Linked DNA regions of Anas platyrhynchos: region 1 is linked to region 2. Evidence: chromatin contacts called from public Hi-C data. All regions are on one chromosome and are shown on one strand. The core of a region is the stretch at or near the end of the contact, and the rest is flanking DNA. Distances in the headings are between cores, read along the strand shown.

Region 1 (7,817 bases), core at 2,070-4,569, 110 kb before region 2:
GAAAAGTCACTCACAATTCCAGGTTTTTGCTCTCATTATATGTTCTTCACATTTCTTTCCTTCTTTCTATTTCCCCTTGAAACAAAACAAAGCCAAAGTGCTTCAGTAATCTGGACTCTACTGAACAGATCCGTGGTACTTTATAAATAGCAACCAAAGCTGGACCTGAAAGACTGCAGCAGCCGTGGGACTTCATGGATCTATCACAACCAGCTTACTGACTTCTCGCACAGGAAACAGGCTGGAGGTAAAATGCACCAACACTTCCAACTAATTAATATGGCTTCTTTGCATTTAGAGCCTGCTCTCTCTTCTAGCACTGGGAGCATGTTCTCACGTATGACGGGACGAGGGATGCCAGTGTGTTAGGGGTGACAGCCCTGTAGGAGAAGCTGGGTGACTCGCCCAGGGCTCTAAGTACAGAGGCCTCCTCCTTAATGACACGGGTAGGCTGCGTGGGCCTCTAAATGGTGGTGTTTGGGCCAGGACACAGCTCTCCTGCCAGCACTCCAACAGACTGTGAGATTGTCACACGCTGAGCCTATGAAACTGTCACAAGCTGAGCCAGGTGTCAGAGCCAGGTCTGCCCCCACCACGGGCATCCGGTGATGCTCCTGGCCTAGGAGCTCACCACCTCGCCATGCACCCCTGGAAGAGAGAAGGGGGAGCCTGGTGAGAGGCTGGTTTTCACTATGTGCATGGGACACAAAGCCAGACAAGTCAGCTTTTTTTTTTTTTCCTGCAAAATATGGTTAAGGACGTACACCAGCTGCCCCACTCCCTCTGTATCAGGTACAGCCCCCAGGGGAGACTGAAAACACACTGGCTGACGGAGGATTTGACAGTCCTGTTCTGATACTATGTGCAGGCACAAGCACAATCATGGGACACAAGAACCTGAAAAAGCAAGGGACTAATGTTTCCCCCATGGACTGGGTCAGGTTCAAAGTCTTCATGGTGAGCCTGCCACAGGAAAGGAGCTGGAGGTTGTGATAAATGATGTTGAAAGGGCTTGCCAATGTTGCTTTCCCCTCACTGACAAGCCTTAAAACTGAAACCATCACCAGAGGAGAGGAATGCAGACTAGAAAGAGCCTGGAGAGCCCACCAGCCCTGGGAGCTGCCAGAGATCCAGCTGCAGTTCCTCTGAGAAGAGATTTCGCAGCCCATGCTGAGACCTGTGCTGTGAGGTGTGCTAGCCAGCTGCTCTGCAGCTTAGACATCTCTGCATAGACCTCCTGATGCTCTGCCATCACTGTCTGACTTCCTCCACAGATCTCCTGCCCAATGGTCAGAATATCCTGCATCAGGCTCTAGGCGTGGAAAAAGCTTGCCTTGCTTCTGTTTTAATGGGAAAAGGCTTTAGCTCCTGGAGGCCTTAATCCAAGGCCAAATGTTAATACATTTCTCACAACACATTTGAAAAGGAGCATCACAACATTCATAATAAAGGGACAAGGAGAACAACTGTGTGGCCAGCAGCGAAAACCCCAGACACTGCAGACTGTGCTGCAACAATACCACTTCTAGGGCTGTTTCCCTCATGCATGTTTTGGAGCCTGCCCTTGGTCTGCTCCCTCTGGATGGCAATCCTCACCCAGCTCTGTACATCAGGCCTGTGTCTCAGCTGTTTTTCATTCCACAGAGCAATTTCCAATGATCTAAAGCTTACATAGATTTATGTGCAGTAACTGGGCACTGCCTTGTACCAAATACATATATTTCTATTTGTTACCTGTGATTGGCAAAATGCTTTTTGAAAATGCAAAGACACTCCTAAGAATAATGGAGCTTTAGTGGCAAATATCATTCAATCTCCAGCATGTCAGCTGGGTCAAAAGCTTTCCTTTAACACACGTCCTTTTCTCAAAGATGTATTTACTGATGCCAACACAATTACAACAGAAGAGAACCTGCAGGTTAGTAGCTGAGGTGGTACATCCCAATACACTTCTGCTGTTTTTTAACCCCAGGAGGAAGGTCAGCTTTCTTTTGTGTGACGTTTGTAGTGCAATCTGGCTAACAGCTTCCTGGAGGTGCAATATCCCTCTTCTCCAATGACCTGCTCTACTATCTCTGCAAAATCATGGAGGTCTTGCTGAACCTTTTCCTCGCCTGTTTCAGTAAGAAGCCTCAGCCGTGGTACAATGTACACAGGTGTTTAGTGTGGTCACCATACACAGAAAAATGGGCTCTGCAAGATATTAATTGAGAAGAGCCAGACATGCAGCTCTCATGATTTTAAGCTCTTTCTGACTCTCTCAGCAAGGCATGTCTTGGTCACTCCACTAAAATCGGTGGCTTCACACTGGAAATAAAGAGTCATGTAATGCATCACAGGTTGGGTCCACTTATCTACAGTCTTACCTATGATACAGGTACATAAAAGCAACTAATTTTACCAAGATCTTTCAGTACCTTTCAGAAATGCAATTTCCCATTTTTTAAGTGACAGCAACTTCTAGGGAAAAAAAAAAAACAAACACACTTTTATTTTCTGATCTAGATTTAAAGCACCAGCTTGGTGCAACAACGTTTGCTCCAGTAATTCACAACACAAGCCTGACTAGCAGCCCAGCATGTGTTGCCAGGACAGTGGGTGTTTTTAAAATAGAGAGCTGCTGCATTTACTGGTAGCTGACAGGCATGCACGATCATTTCATTGAGCGAGGTCCCAGGTGGGAAGCAGCGACTGAGGGCGGCTTTGTAAGCCTCCAGCTCAGCAAGAACTTGTTCCTCAGCTTCCTCCACTGCTGCTATCACAAAGGTAGCCTGAACTCCAGTTGACTGGTTGGCAAAAACAGAATTGGTGCTTTGTGTGACTCATGTTTAATTGGCACATATGTCCATGAGCGATGCAGACCCACCAGCTCCCCTTCCAGCACAGGCATTTCAAAACAGGCACATGTTCTTGGACAAAAATAATGACAAGGATGATTGTCTCTACCTCCATGCTAGTATTGGGGTCAAGGTCATCACACTCTGACTCCTCTGAGCTGTTTGTCTCCTTGTTTGGCAGCATGAAGAGGAAGAAAGAGAACAAGAGATTAGAGGAGAGATTGGTTAGACAGGGCAGAGCAGCAAGGAGTTGTGAGCAGCATGGGGATGAATAACAGGACAGAATATGTTCCAAAAAAAACCAAACAAAACAAAACCCAAACCCAAACCAAACCAACAACAAAACAAGAGAAGTAAAGGCGAAGACATGCTTTTGCCAGAGGAAAGGCAGTGATTCTGCAAGTCGTTCGGGCAGTACAACAGCAAGGAAGCAGGAGAAGGAAGCCCCGTGACCACCATGCTGCAGCAGCTGCTGCCCTTAGCTCTGGGTGCAAGGGGCAGCCGGGTGGCAGTGGCAGGGCTTCTCTTTGCACATGCCATCTGTTTCAAGAGGCATACATGAGGGAAAGCCTCCAGAAAGGAAAACACTTAATCATGGGCCCTCCTGGAGAGGGGTGGATCCATAGTACATGCTCAAGTGCTTTCCTGCATCAAGGCTGGGCTTTGGTTGTGAGTATTTGTTTGCTTGCCTCTGCTGGGAGGGATAGCCCCAGATTAGTCCTGAGCAGGCCTCATGGCTGGTTTATAGAGATGGATCCTCTCAATTGGAGCAGAGAAGTCAGGCACTCAATGCAGAAGATGGAGCTTAACCCCACCGTTCTCAACCTTTTCCACACTGGGAGATCTCAGAGAGAGAGAGACAGACACGGACACACACACACACACGGACACACACAAAACCCTCTCCTGGCAAGACCAAGTCAGCATCTCTTCCCTGTCTGGTGATATGGAAATAAAGAGGTCATTCAGACCATCTCCCCACAGTGAACTTCTTTAGCATCTCAAGGTAGAGAGCCCCTTATCATAATATGTGGGGAAATATTGGCCTGAGGAAAACTTGTCAACATTAAAAAGGCAGTCATTTCACCCGGCGGCTTTCTCACCGCTGCAGTTGCTCTGATGGAGCTGCAGATTGGGCTAGATCAGAGGAAAGTCACTCACTGTTTTCAGTTATTTACAGAACAGTTATTTAACCTCATACATAGTCTTTTAATGAAGATTACTTACTTGTGTATGGGATGCCAGGAAAAAGAAAATGAAAAACAAAGGCTGCATTTTATCTTGCATGCAAAAATCCTGCTAAAATGGATACTACAAAAAAAAAAAAAAAAAAAAAAAAAAAAGATAACTGAAGTGGAAAAAAAACAAAAACACAACCCAAAATTGCCGCCCCCTCCCTCTCTCAGGAGAGGATGCTGTAGGGGGTGAAAAGGATGGGAAGCAGGAGAGTGGCACACAGCTTTCCGTTGGCCTTACTCACTTTAACAGAGACTTTGTTCCCCAGAATATCCTTGGATTTACGTGGCCCATTGGCTTCATTTTTGCCACTGCTCTCCTTTTCCGCCCGCTTTCTCATGCGCAGGGTATGCCATGAACATGACTTCCTGTTGTACCAAAAAACGCAGCAATCAAATGGCAAATCATAGCAGGAAGGAAGGATTGGGAAAGGAGAACCAGCATCCACATTTGCGATTACTGCAATTCCCTAGAAGGTGGAAGCCACCGGCAATACGCCTATCTCTACTTGAGCAATGAGAGTTGAAGTTAAAAAACAAACCAAAGTGTTCTGCAAAGCAGATGTTGTGCCACACTTGCTGTTTAAATGCATGGAGCAGGAAAAAATATCCCATGATGGAAGCAGGCAACTAGAACTCGGTCAGCTGGTTTCAGGGACTTTGTCTTGCATTGCCACAAACAGAGACTTATTTTATTTTTGCTATAGTTAACAGGTCAATTCAGTCCTCAGTCTTGTTGGTTAAAAGCAACAAATGTAATAAATGAGAACCATCTTAATAGATTACTTTGTTGAGCAAATAAAAAGATTTAAGAAATTGAAGGTGTTGCTCCCTACATGTTACTCAGAACATGAATAGCTCAGAAAATGGGAGCTACATCACTAACTTTCCAAGAGATAAGTACTTTCCTAGAATGACAAGCTCTGCTCTGCTTCTCAAGACCAATAATTTCCCATTAGTGTAATATTTGATTTTGCCAATCGGGATAGAGAGGACATCAATCAGTCCATGCTTTTTGACTAGAATCACAGCAGGCATGATTTCCAGAATATTTTTCACCCCTCATTACTGTGCCTGTGACCTTACTCTTGGAAAAAAGAAAAAAAAAAGATCATGTCACCCTTTGTAAGAGCAATGCTGTGTCAACAACAGAAATTGCATATCAAAGCAGACGTAAAAAAATCAAGAAAGAAAAAAAACAAAACAAAACACTTCTCAATATGGAATTCATTTGGTTTAAATAGTGGGCAGGTGGGGGAGGATTTGGGAAGTGGTATGTTGTCCAAAGCTGAAAGCTCTCAAAACAGCAGTGTGATGAGCTGGGATCCAGGTTCAAAGCATCTGCCCACCTTTAAGTCATGCAAATTTTATTTGCATGTTTTAAGCCCAATGTTTGGCACATGTCATGTCACGTCTACAGTACCTTGATACATTTTACAAAGCAAGTTGCATGTAATCCAACGATCACCTGCGATGCCAATAAAATGCAGTATGTTAGCAAGGTAGGACTTGAAGGACACCCCGCACAGCCGATGCTCCCCCATGATCACTGACGATGATTCATAAGCATCTTTTTGTATTTCAGCGCCTGGCTGGAGCTGTACAATAGCTTATTTTTTAAGAAGTAAACCCAAGGGCCTCCCAGGAACTGGCTGCACTGATGTAAGACCAAAATGGTTCATGGGGACTGTTTTTGGTGTGGCAGCACCGTGGGCCAGGTGCCTACCAGTGGCATGGAGCTGGTGGCTGGCAGGGGCAGTTGTATTTTGGCACAAGGAGCACCAACACTCCCTGCACACCCTGGCTGGGCAGGAAGGATGGCTTGGTATTTGGGCATTTTTGGGGGGAGGTCTGCATTAGGTGTGCAGACCAGGGGGCATTATCCAGCACTTCGGGACTGTTTTATTTTCCTTTATGACATGATAAAGAGTCAAGGACATGGCTGATGGACTCCCTGACCCTCACCTATCATGATGCTAACACTACTGGATTGAACACCTATTTTGTGTATAATATTTGTCAACAGAAGAAACAGTTTTATTACTTTTAACTCCACGTGATCTGGCAGACTAGACAGGGCTGAAAACAGCTGCATTTTTAACCCATTGGATTTATATTAGAAAGACATTCAGGCTTCTTTTTAAGTTGCAGGGTTGGTTTAGCTCTGAGTCCGAAAACATGATTTAAGACTGAGAGAGAAGTGCAATACATGTGTCTTTCAATTCTGGTATTCCTTCCTGGCCCCAATTCATATGACTGTATTGCAGAATTTGACTGCACAGCTGCCATGAAATCAACGTCTTCCACCAGGAGCCCAGTGCTGGGGTGAATGTAAAGGCACATGTTTGCAGATTGTGGTTAGAGGGGAACCCAGGAATAGCTGTGGCACACGAGCAAGAGATGTGCTGAGCAATTTTTTTTGGCTTAATATTTCATTTGCAATAGCATTCAATAGTATTCCTGAGATCACCAACTGATGGGTCAAGTCACCGTATTTCTTAACTGTGTCTTTAGCAGATACCAAATTACTACTTTTAGGGAATCTCTCACAAAATCTTTCCTCACATTCAGTTCTTCACCTCAAGGCACTCACATAAGATAACAGAATGTGTAGCATACACCACGCATTACCAAGTAGTCTTTTTAGATGTTAAAAGAAATCAATCGGTATTACTGAAAAGAGGGTTGTACCTTCTGTATTTAATACCAAAAAAACACTTTCTTGCATTAGTCATTTCAGACTGACAAATTTCTAAAAATCAAAAAAGAAAAATATATATCCACACATTTGTTAAATAAACAACAAAACGTTATAAACAAAACAAAACTAAACAAAAAAGGGTCAAACTAGTTCTTTTACCTCTTTAAAACATGCTCATGGTGAAAATTTATTTTACATATTTAAAATAGTACATTTAAAATTAGTTACATTACAGGTACAATGATGAACATTGCGACTATCCATTATATTGCACAACCTGACTTCATCAATATGAGTTTGTTTCTTTTCTTTTTTTAAATAGTGCAAAATACTTTATACAGGAATGTACTTGGATGGGGGTCTTGCAAACCAAAAATATTTTACAAAAGTTACTGCGAACAGAAAAAAAAGAACAAACCAAAACAAAATAAAAATAAAAAAAAGATACAAGCTGTACAAGGAAATTGCCATAGACAACAAAATCTCTCCTCTTAGAGAAGCGAACCTCAGTCCAACACAGGGCCTGATTATTTTTTTGCTAGATGCTGTTATAACCAATATATAGATTAGTAACTTAATACAACATAAATATAAGTCCAGTCCAAGCAGGTCCATGTTGGTGTAAAATGGTGTAATGTAAAATACGTCTTTAACCATTTATGGATTTATTTCTCTCCAAAGTATAAACAAAACCCCACAAAACAAAAATAAGCCAAACCCAAGCTATCCACCATGGCTGCCCGATGCTGGGGACTGACCACTCAACTTGTTCCAATGGCACTGTAGATAAAAATCAGCAGGAATTCCCTACCATTTGGGTTTGTTTATTTTTATTTATTTTTTTTTCCTCAAAAAATCCACATAGTGCTCCCAGCGAAGCCAACATGGCACTTACTTGATGCTTCCGTCGCTACTATCTGTGGTGGATTTAGTGAGGGGAGCCAAGATATTGCCAGGGATCCATCCTTCAGCAGCCGGAGAGTGGTCGTTTGCAGGCTGGTACACCAGGAACATGTTCTGCTGGTTGATAGCGAGGATCTGAAC
Region 2 (7,702 bases), core at 1,170-3,669:
GAAAGAAAAGGTTGCTCTGGGCTGCTTCTTCAGAGCCAATTCAAACTCTGTGTACTAACTACAAAGAAGCTGCAGCAAAAGATGTTACCATGTAAAACAGTGGTACTGGTGGGCATCCAGAAACAGGCTGGATTTAACAGTCTAGCAAAAGGGAATACAAGTTTTGACTCAGTAGAATACAGGTTGCTGTGTTATGTCTTTTCTATTCTACTTTTCACTTACATTTTTTCTGGGGCCAACTAGCTGCAGTGTATTTTCACATTTCAGTCCTACCTTATCACTGTCCACTGTATTCTGTGACGTCCTGGATGCAATGGAAATGGTGTCTGGTTGACTGCTGCCGTCTCCTTGGCTGTCTGCATCATCTACTCCATCTCTGCAAAAGACATAAGAGGAAAACAACCATGCTTACTTAATGCACCACCTTGGAATGTGCACAACTTTATAGGTGGATTTGAGAAGTGCCGAATCACCGTGCCAGGGCTGGCTTTACACTAAAATTACCTCACTGATACAGCCTATGTTGTTGTGTAGCTTGCAATTTAAAATGATGTAACCCTCAGCCATCGGGTTGGGATTAGCACATAATCACCACGTTTGTTGCTGGAAACAGGATGGCTGTTGCCTGCGTATTTACAGCACAGAAAGCTCTGGTGTTCAGAAATAGCTCTGTAATGAGGGTGTCAGGCAGAAATTTCCCTTAAATTAGATTTCTGCCTTAACCAAAACCATTCAGCCCTGGCTACATGTGGCACAGAAGAAAAGGACATTTCTCTTGTCTCACAGGAACCACACTTTCAGGAATTTAATATTAAGCAATAAAATGATATCCAAACAAATATGAATAATGACAGTGTAGAGCTCTCTGAGACTACCTCTATGAATCTGCCAGCAGAGGGTATTTTCTCCCTTTTGCAGTTCTCCTAAATTTTTATTGGTCTTTCAAAATATTTTAATAATACAAAATACAATAAAATATAACATAAACAACAACACTGCGCTAGAAAACTCTTAGACTGGCACATGTCCCCAGGAAGAAAGCTCTGGATCTCTGCCTTGCTCCTAGATGACTAGCTTACTCACTCTTCGGATACGTCTATAAAACAGCCTGTATTATGAGACTGGATACATGATAATATTTGATGAGGAAGGGGAGATGCTCAAACTGCAAGTGGCTTTTGGGAATGTTAGCCTGGCAACGAAAGAATAATCAGTTTTATATAATTTCTATTTAATCCAGAATTGAAAGAGGTTGAATAAGAAAATTAATATTATTTTCTAGGATGAAATGAATTTGAATTTGATGATGAAACACAGATTCTTCATCCTAGTAATATACTGTAATGACCAGCTATGACTTTCATTGTCAAACAATTCAAAATGCCAAACAGGAAAAAAAAATAAAAATCTGTTAATACTCAATTAAATAGGTAATTTCTCCTTTGGGAAAGAAACATAACCTTGGACTCTGAAGAATTTTTACTGTTCATTTTTCTCCAATACTTCAGAGTAGCAAAATTAAAGACCTTTGCATGAATATAATAGAAAAGTTACTTTTGCCAAAACAACATGCAAGATGATGAAAACTGCTTTCAACTACAGTAAGAAAAGCAAGTGAATCCAGTAAAGAGTCCACAGACACTACACTGCTGGCGGCTGATAAACCTCTAATGATTTCATGTTGTATGCAATGACTGAGGTTACCTTCTACTGTTGTTTCGCTGCTTTGCTGGTGTCTTGGGGAGCTGAATTGGCTCTTTCAGAGCTCCTTTCAGATGGATAATCCTTTCTTGAATGACTTCCCGGATGTTTTTGATCCATTCTTGTTTTGTTTCAATACTGGACGCCTGAAGTTCCACAAGGCAGAAAGACAGACACTCTATCACATTCTCAGCGTATCACCTTCTATATAGAAGAATCGTGGTTGGCTGATAAAAATGCATGATTAACCGCTTCTCCTCTCTGATGTATTGTTCTAGCTGCTGGATACCTGGTAACCCCAACTGAGGGTATTTTACCAGACCTCCTTGGCAAGCAACAGCAAAGCAGCTAAGCTCTGGATAAATATAGTTAATGCTAGCAATACAGTGTGCTCTGTGGAGAGGAAATAGGTTATCAGTGCACAGTGGGATTTCCTCAGACTAAATAACTACCAAAAAATTCTTCATTTGAAAATCACTTGACAGAAATGGCTTTCAGCTCTGGAGGGCTGAGGAAAATGTTGACTGTCAACAAACCCAGTGGCATAGGACTAAGGGAATTGCACCTCCCAGAAAACACCCCAAGATGTGTCCTGTGTTAGTGTGCAGCTGCTCAGTTGAGATTGCAAGAGATGCAATTTCAGCAAGGCTTGACTCAGACTGTGGCCTTGGATCCGAATTGCTCCTGACGCAGGCATGACCCCACTGACAGATATGGAAGCCATGTGAGTATGAGAGTGGAAGAAACTGACCTTCCATTTAGGGCTCTCGAGGTCTCAACTAGCAGCTCTAAAGGCAAAGGAAACAAACAAAAAAAGACTTACTTTCAGCACTGTTTTATTGTCTGAGGATGGTGTTCGTCCAGACCACAAAGCAAATTTACAGGGGTCTCCTTCCACATGTTCAGTCACTCCCAGTTCTGAGGTCTAGTGTGGAGGAAAGATGGTAAGAGATTTCATATAAATGAAGCCTCATGAATTCTGACAACTTTACAGTTTTAGGGAGAATCAGGGGAGACAGGGATGGATATGGGAATGAGATCTTGTCTTTGCTTTGCTACACACAGATAAAAGACAGAAAACCATCAGGGTATGGCAAGAAAGAGTGAATAGTTTAAGTGATCCTCCTTGCACTTCCCACCCACCCATCACATCTCACTCTCTTAAACCTCCCCAGACTCACTGTGAGTTTGGCTTCCCACAGGGCCCAGAGCCAGCCTCTCCAGGTGGCATGAGCATCTCCAACCCAAGACAGGGAAGTACAAGCCATCCCCCAAACTCTACTTCTACCTACAAGAAATGCATCACCCAGAATATTTCTTTGCAGCCACACCTACCAGTAGCTTGTTCTTGTAAACATATTTTGTATGTCCTGAAGAATCTTTGATCTCTTTGCTAAACACCAAAGAGATTTCAAAGAGAAACAAATGCCTCTCACGGCCTTTCCGAATTAAAGACTTGGGATCCCACACTTGGAAGGAATCCTGAAGGATCAGCTCTCCCTGGACGTCCAGGTTCTCATCAAACCCTAAAAAGAGCACACAAAACACATCGGCTAGTACTTGTTCTTGGGGGCAGAAATGCCCAGAAGCAACACAGCTAGGAGGATTTGGAATAAAAGGGTCTTTCTGTTTTTTATGCACATTCTGAAAGGACATTAATGGCCATTTATTGTCCTGGTGAAAATATTTTTTTTTGTCTACTGCCAAATCATAATTATTTCATCAGAGCCAAATGTCTTATGTGCTAAATGAGACTTCAGTTAAGAACAGTAGTAATTACTTAAAGATAAATTATAATATTTATCTTTAAAGCTTTCGGTGGTGGTTACTGTACACAGAATTGCAATGCAAGGATCTTATGTGTGTCACCACAACTTCAGAGGAATCTAAGATGCTGTGGCTAGAAGTACTCTGTCATACCATGATGCCCTCAAGCATGATAACCCAACCTCCAAGAGCCCGTCTGAGCCCAAAGCAGTGTGCTGGGGGAGCTACATGTATAAGAGCAAATCAGTAGGCTGTCTGAAACATGCCCTCCAGAAGTAGTTCCTCATCTTCCAAGCTGCATGTTAAAAACCTTCATATCTAAGGATTGCAGGATACCCTCCACATAACTTGGAGGCCTGATGGAAAAGGGAGTCCTGGGGACAGTTCACAGGTGTGGGCTGGGTACAAGGTGTCCTTCCCTCTACTATCTCAGCAGCCCATGGGTCACACTTCTCTCCAGTGAAAACATTTTCTATAAATTTAAAATATATATTTTTGTATTTTTTTTGTAATTCTTTTTTTTTTTTCTTTCCCTTTAGGCTGATTATACATGTACTAATATTTTGAAACACAAACTGTTTTGACTCAGAAAGCCAGAACTTTTTCTTTTGAAATGTTGAGACGTTTAGATGTTAGAAATATTTTCATCCAATAATTATTACACCTGTGAGCAGCTAAACTGATACTGTTTCAGAAGGTATTTTTGTTTCAGTACGTAGGAAAATCTTCAGCATATATATATATTGCATATGTTTACATATACATGCAGATGTATATATACATATATAAATATATGTATACATAACATACACATATACTACATATGTAAATATTTTATACATAAATATAAACAAAACTTCAAAACTTCCTAGCCAGTCTCCAAGACTTTTGAAGAAATTTCAAAAGGAGCTGGGAATGTCCTGAAAGTGATGGCCAGCCAACAGTACCGCTACAGCCAACCTGTGTTAACCTTCTAAACAAGCTGCAAGAAGGCTCAATTCACACCCAAGTCCTTTCCTTTCCCCATCCACCCATACCTTCCAGCATGCTGACGTGCATTGCGTCGTTGGCCTTCTTGGGGACACTGAGCATCACTTCCAGACCATCTTTGAGCTCCCCTTTGCCTTCCTCACAGCAGGTTAGCAGTTCCTAAGAAGCAATGCAGAACACCTGTAAGCAAACTCTGACCATGCTGTCTCTATCTCATGTTGTGTTTCTTGGTACGTAGAGTGCAAAGTTGGGACCATGTCACTAACAGTGATAGGAAAAAGCTGAACTTCATCAAAACTCACTGTGGATGCTCACAAATAGTGGGTATCATATGGGAAGGACTATAAACCAAGACAAGTTAAGGTGCTATTGAACGAGACTGCACTCAGAGGGTTTCTGAGGTTTTATGCCCATGTTTCAGCTACCATGTTTCCCCAGCTGGGGAGCAGGACCCCAGCCTGCTCCAGCAGCATGTCTGTGGCATAATGTGGGCAGGTCTGGCAGGGCGCTGTGCCCAGGGCAGGCAGGTCCCTTCTTGAAAGAGTCATCCGAGAAGGAACCCAAAGGGTGACAACTGAAGGATTGTTTTAGCCATCCCAGTAGCTTTGGTTTGCGCAGTGCAGACTTGCTGTCCCACAGCACTCACAAGACTGTAAGCACGTTGTTTCAGTAAACTGGAACAAAGCACAAATTTGTTGAAACACTGATTGTATCCAGTAAGTACCTTGGTAGTACAGCACACCACTCCATTTGCACGCAGGAAACATGCATCGAAAGAGATGCAAATATCATCTATGGTCCTAGCTTGTCAAGGTCAGAACCTGTCTCTTCCATTATCCCTAAGATATTTTTTTCTTTGATTTTCTAGTTTAGAACTGAACAACAGCTGGTTAAGTTAGATCTAAAATTCACCTATTGACAAGATTTGGCAAAAAACTATAACCAATTTACAAGAAACCAATCAAAGGTTTTTGTTGTTATTTTTAAATGGAAAATGTTAGTGCTTCATTTTTAAGTCTGTTTTGTATATGAAGGTTTTCCCTGTTTTTCAAACACAAAAGTGTCCATCCCCAAATAGAATCTAACAGGACTCTCGGTAAAGAATTATTTTCCAAAGTTTACGACTGCTGTCATTGAAGCCTTTAATCAAAATACTACGTCACAAATGCTATAGCAAGAAGAAAAGGAAAGTAAAACCATTCTGCCATCCTTTCAATTTCCCTTTCCCAGTTCTTGCTCTTCAGGATTAAATCCAGGTTGTACACCCACAACCAGCTGGAGCAAGCCATCACTTGTTTGCTGTTTGCTTTTTTTTTTTTTTCTCCTTTCTGTGAGTATTTTCCTTTAAAATATGCAACCTGATTTCACACTTTGTTGTCATGCTCAGGCCCAGGTAGTAGGAACAGCAGCTCAGCAGTAGCTGCTTACAGATCACAGACAGCTTGATGAAGCAGCTCCTTTTAGAATAAAAGTTAACTCATTACAACTGTGAACTGCTCTGCGTGAGCTGATTTGGGCAGCTCACTAAGGTACCTTCAGTAGGAGTTGGTATTTTGTGATCCTCTGGACAGGCTTGATTAAATAAGAAGAGATAGAATTCGCCAGACCATGCCTTTGCTGAATTTCCTAGAAGAGATAAAAACAGCAGTCAGTCATGGAAAAGTGTAAACCCCCTGCCAGACGGAACCACCCATAACAAATGTCAGCTCTGTATCTCTGCATTTCTTTGTTTAGCATTTTGACTCTCTTCAAGTTCACATACACATAGTGTGGTTTCAGAGAGGCTGGCAATAAACTGCAGTGTCCCCCTAAGGCCACTCAGACTGCAGGAGCACTGTGCAAGTTGAGCTAAGGCTACACTGAGTAAACTACACAGGCTTTGATTTAAATGTGACTTATCTGTCATGTCAACTGGTTTCTCTTAGCTACGAAGGCTGAAAGCAGAGTTTTAACGTTCAATTAAAATGGAGTGACATTAAATTAAATTGCACAAGTAGGGTGCAATTTAGCTGTCTAAACATAAGCAGCTAGTACCATCTGAGAGCCCTGAGGTAGCTGAAATATCCACATGGGAGCAACGCAGCTGACAGTGCTGACAGACCTGTGCTGTTCTGAGGCGGCAGCTGGGGGCCGGGAGAGAGGCCCTTATGATACCTCTTACAGCACTGAGTGCTTCTGAATGGCAGCCAAATGTCTGGGCTGATCACCGTGACGTGCTCATGAACTTCTGGAGTCATCGCAGATAGGTACTGGGTGAGGTCTGCAAAGGACTCCGGTGGGAGCTCCTGAGAATCCCTCAATACCCTACCGCACATATTTACTCATCTAAAAGATTTGTAATATTTGATCCCTGCTATCCTTCAGGGACAGGTTCCGTACTGAAGTAGGACAGGCTGGGATTCCTCTGCCTCCACCAGGCTCTGGGCATGCCTGCCCCCCTCCTGGCCGGGGAATACTCCAGTATGATGGGAAGAGATAGGAAGGGGGAATGGGATTTATCTGAGGCTGGAGGGTAACTTTTCGGCTACAAAGTGAAGGAGTTGCACAAGATGAAGGGGGAAGAGCTGCCAAGAACAGAGATTTTCTTTCTGTATACAGTTTGATTTTCTGCTGAATACTACTTATTTATTTATTTTAGCTCTAGTGTTTATGCTGAGATGCAAAAATAGCCATTTTTTTCACAAAAGGTGCCAACAGACGGTGTTGGTTTTTGTACTAGGCATTTTTTTCTTTTTCTTTCTGAAATAAATGTCTGTGCCATGAACAAGACCCAAAAGGAAAGTGACTCTGTGTGGGGTTTAGGAGAGTTTGCATGAAGCTGAGTCACGGCTGGCTCCGTGTTTGGTGGTGTCTGCAGAGCAGACAGCTGGGCTTCAATTAGTAACAGTGTGAGACAGCATGGCTTTGGCCACACCTGTGAACTTCCCAAAACTGGCTAAGGATACTAATTTTTGTAGGATCTAAGTGATTGATTCAGCACTACTCCTTCCTTCCAGCTCTCTGAGCAGCATGACATGCTCCCAGCAAGATGTGTCCCCCATGGACACCTCCTTCTCTGCCAGGATGCTCCCTGGTCAGGCTGCATGAAGGCAGAGGAGGTTGGTGGAGTAACAGATATCCCTGCTGTGTAGGAGCCTGCAGCTGGAAAGCAGTAGCACTGCTCCATGCAATCAGATACATGCACTGCTGGAGAGGGACGTTTTCCCTGCAGCTCTTCCCTTTGGTCTCTGAAGTCTCAGAATAA

Evidence for each region. A called contact is a pair of places that touch in the nucleus more often than the background predicts.
Region 1: a contact with region 2 is called in a Hi-C map of liver, with 2.8 times the contacts expected there. The contact joins two enhancer-like sites. A contact is called at or near these places in 3 of 8 Hi-C or Micro-C datasets (liver, skeletal muscle and subcutaneous adipose tissue).

What each region holds. Positions count from the first base shown.
Region 1 is chr7:16,406,238-16,414,054 of IASCAAS_PekinDuck_T2T, reverse strand. KALRN (kalirin RhoGEF kinase) reads right to left here. Exons shown (of 64, transcript XM_072040795.1): 53 at 7,669-7,817; 54 at 4,318-4,441; 55 at 2,947-3,006. Among named protein-coding and RNA genes, the nearest start is that of UMPS, 24 kb to the left of the region's middle. Within about 2 kb of position 3,319, at least 1 of the 8 cell types and tissues checked has an H3K27ac peak or open chromatin away from gene starts, as enhancers often do.
Region 2 is chr7:16,293,343-16,301,044 of IASCAAS_PekinDuck_T2T, reverse strand. It overlaps KALRN (kalirin RhoGEF kinase), which reads right to left. Exons shown (of 64, transcript XM_072040795.1): 31 at 5,992-6,084; 32 at 4,506-4,617; 33 at 3,037-3,227; 34 at 2,525-2,626; 35 at 1,705-1,847; 36 at 274-376. Among named protein-coding and RNA genes, the nearest start is that of UMPS, 140 kb to the left of the region's middle. Within about 2 kb of position 2,419, at least 1 of the 8 cell types and tissues checked has an H3K27ac peak or open chromatin away from gene starts, as enhancers often do.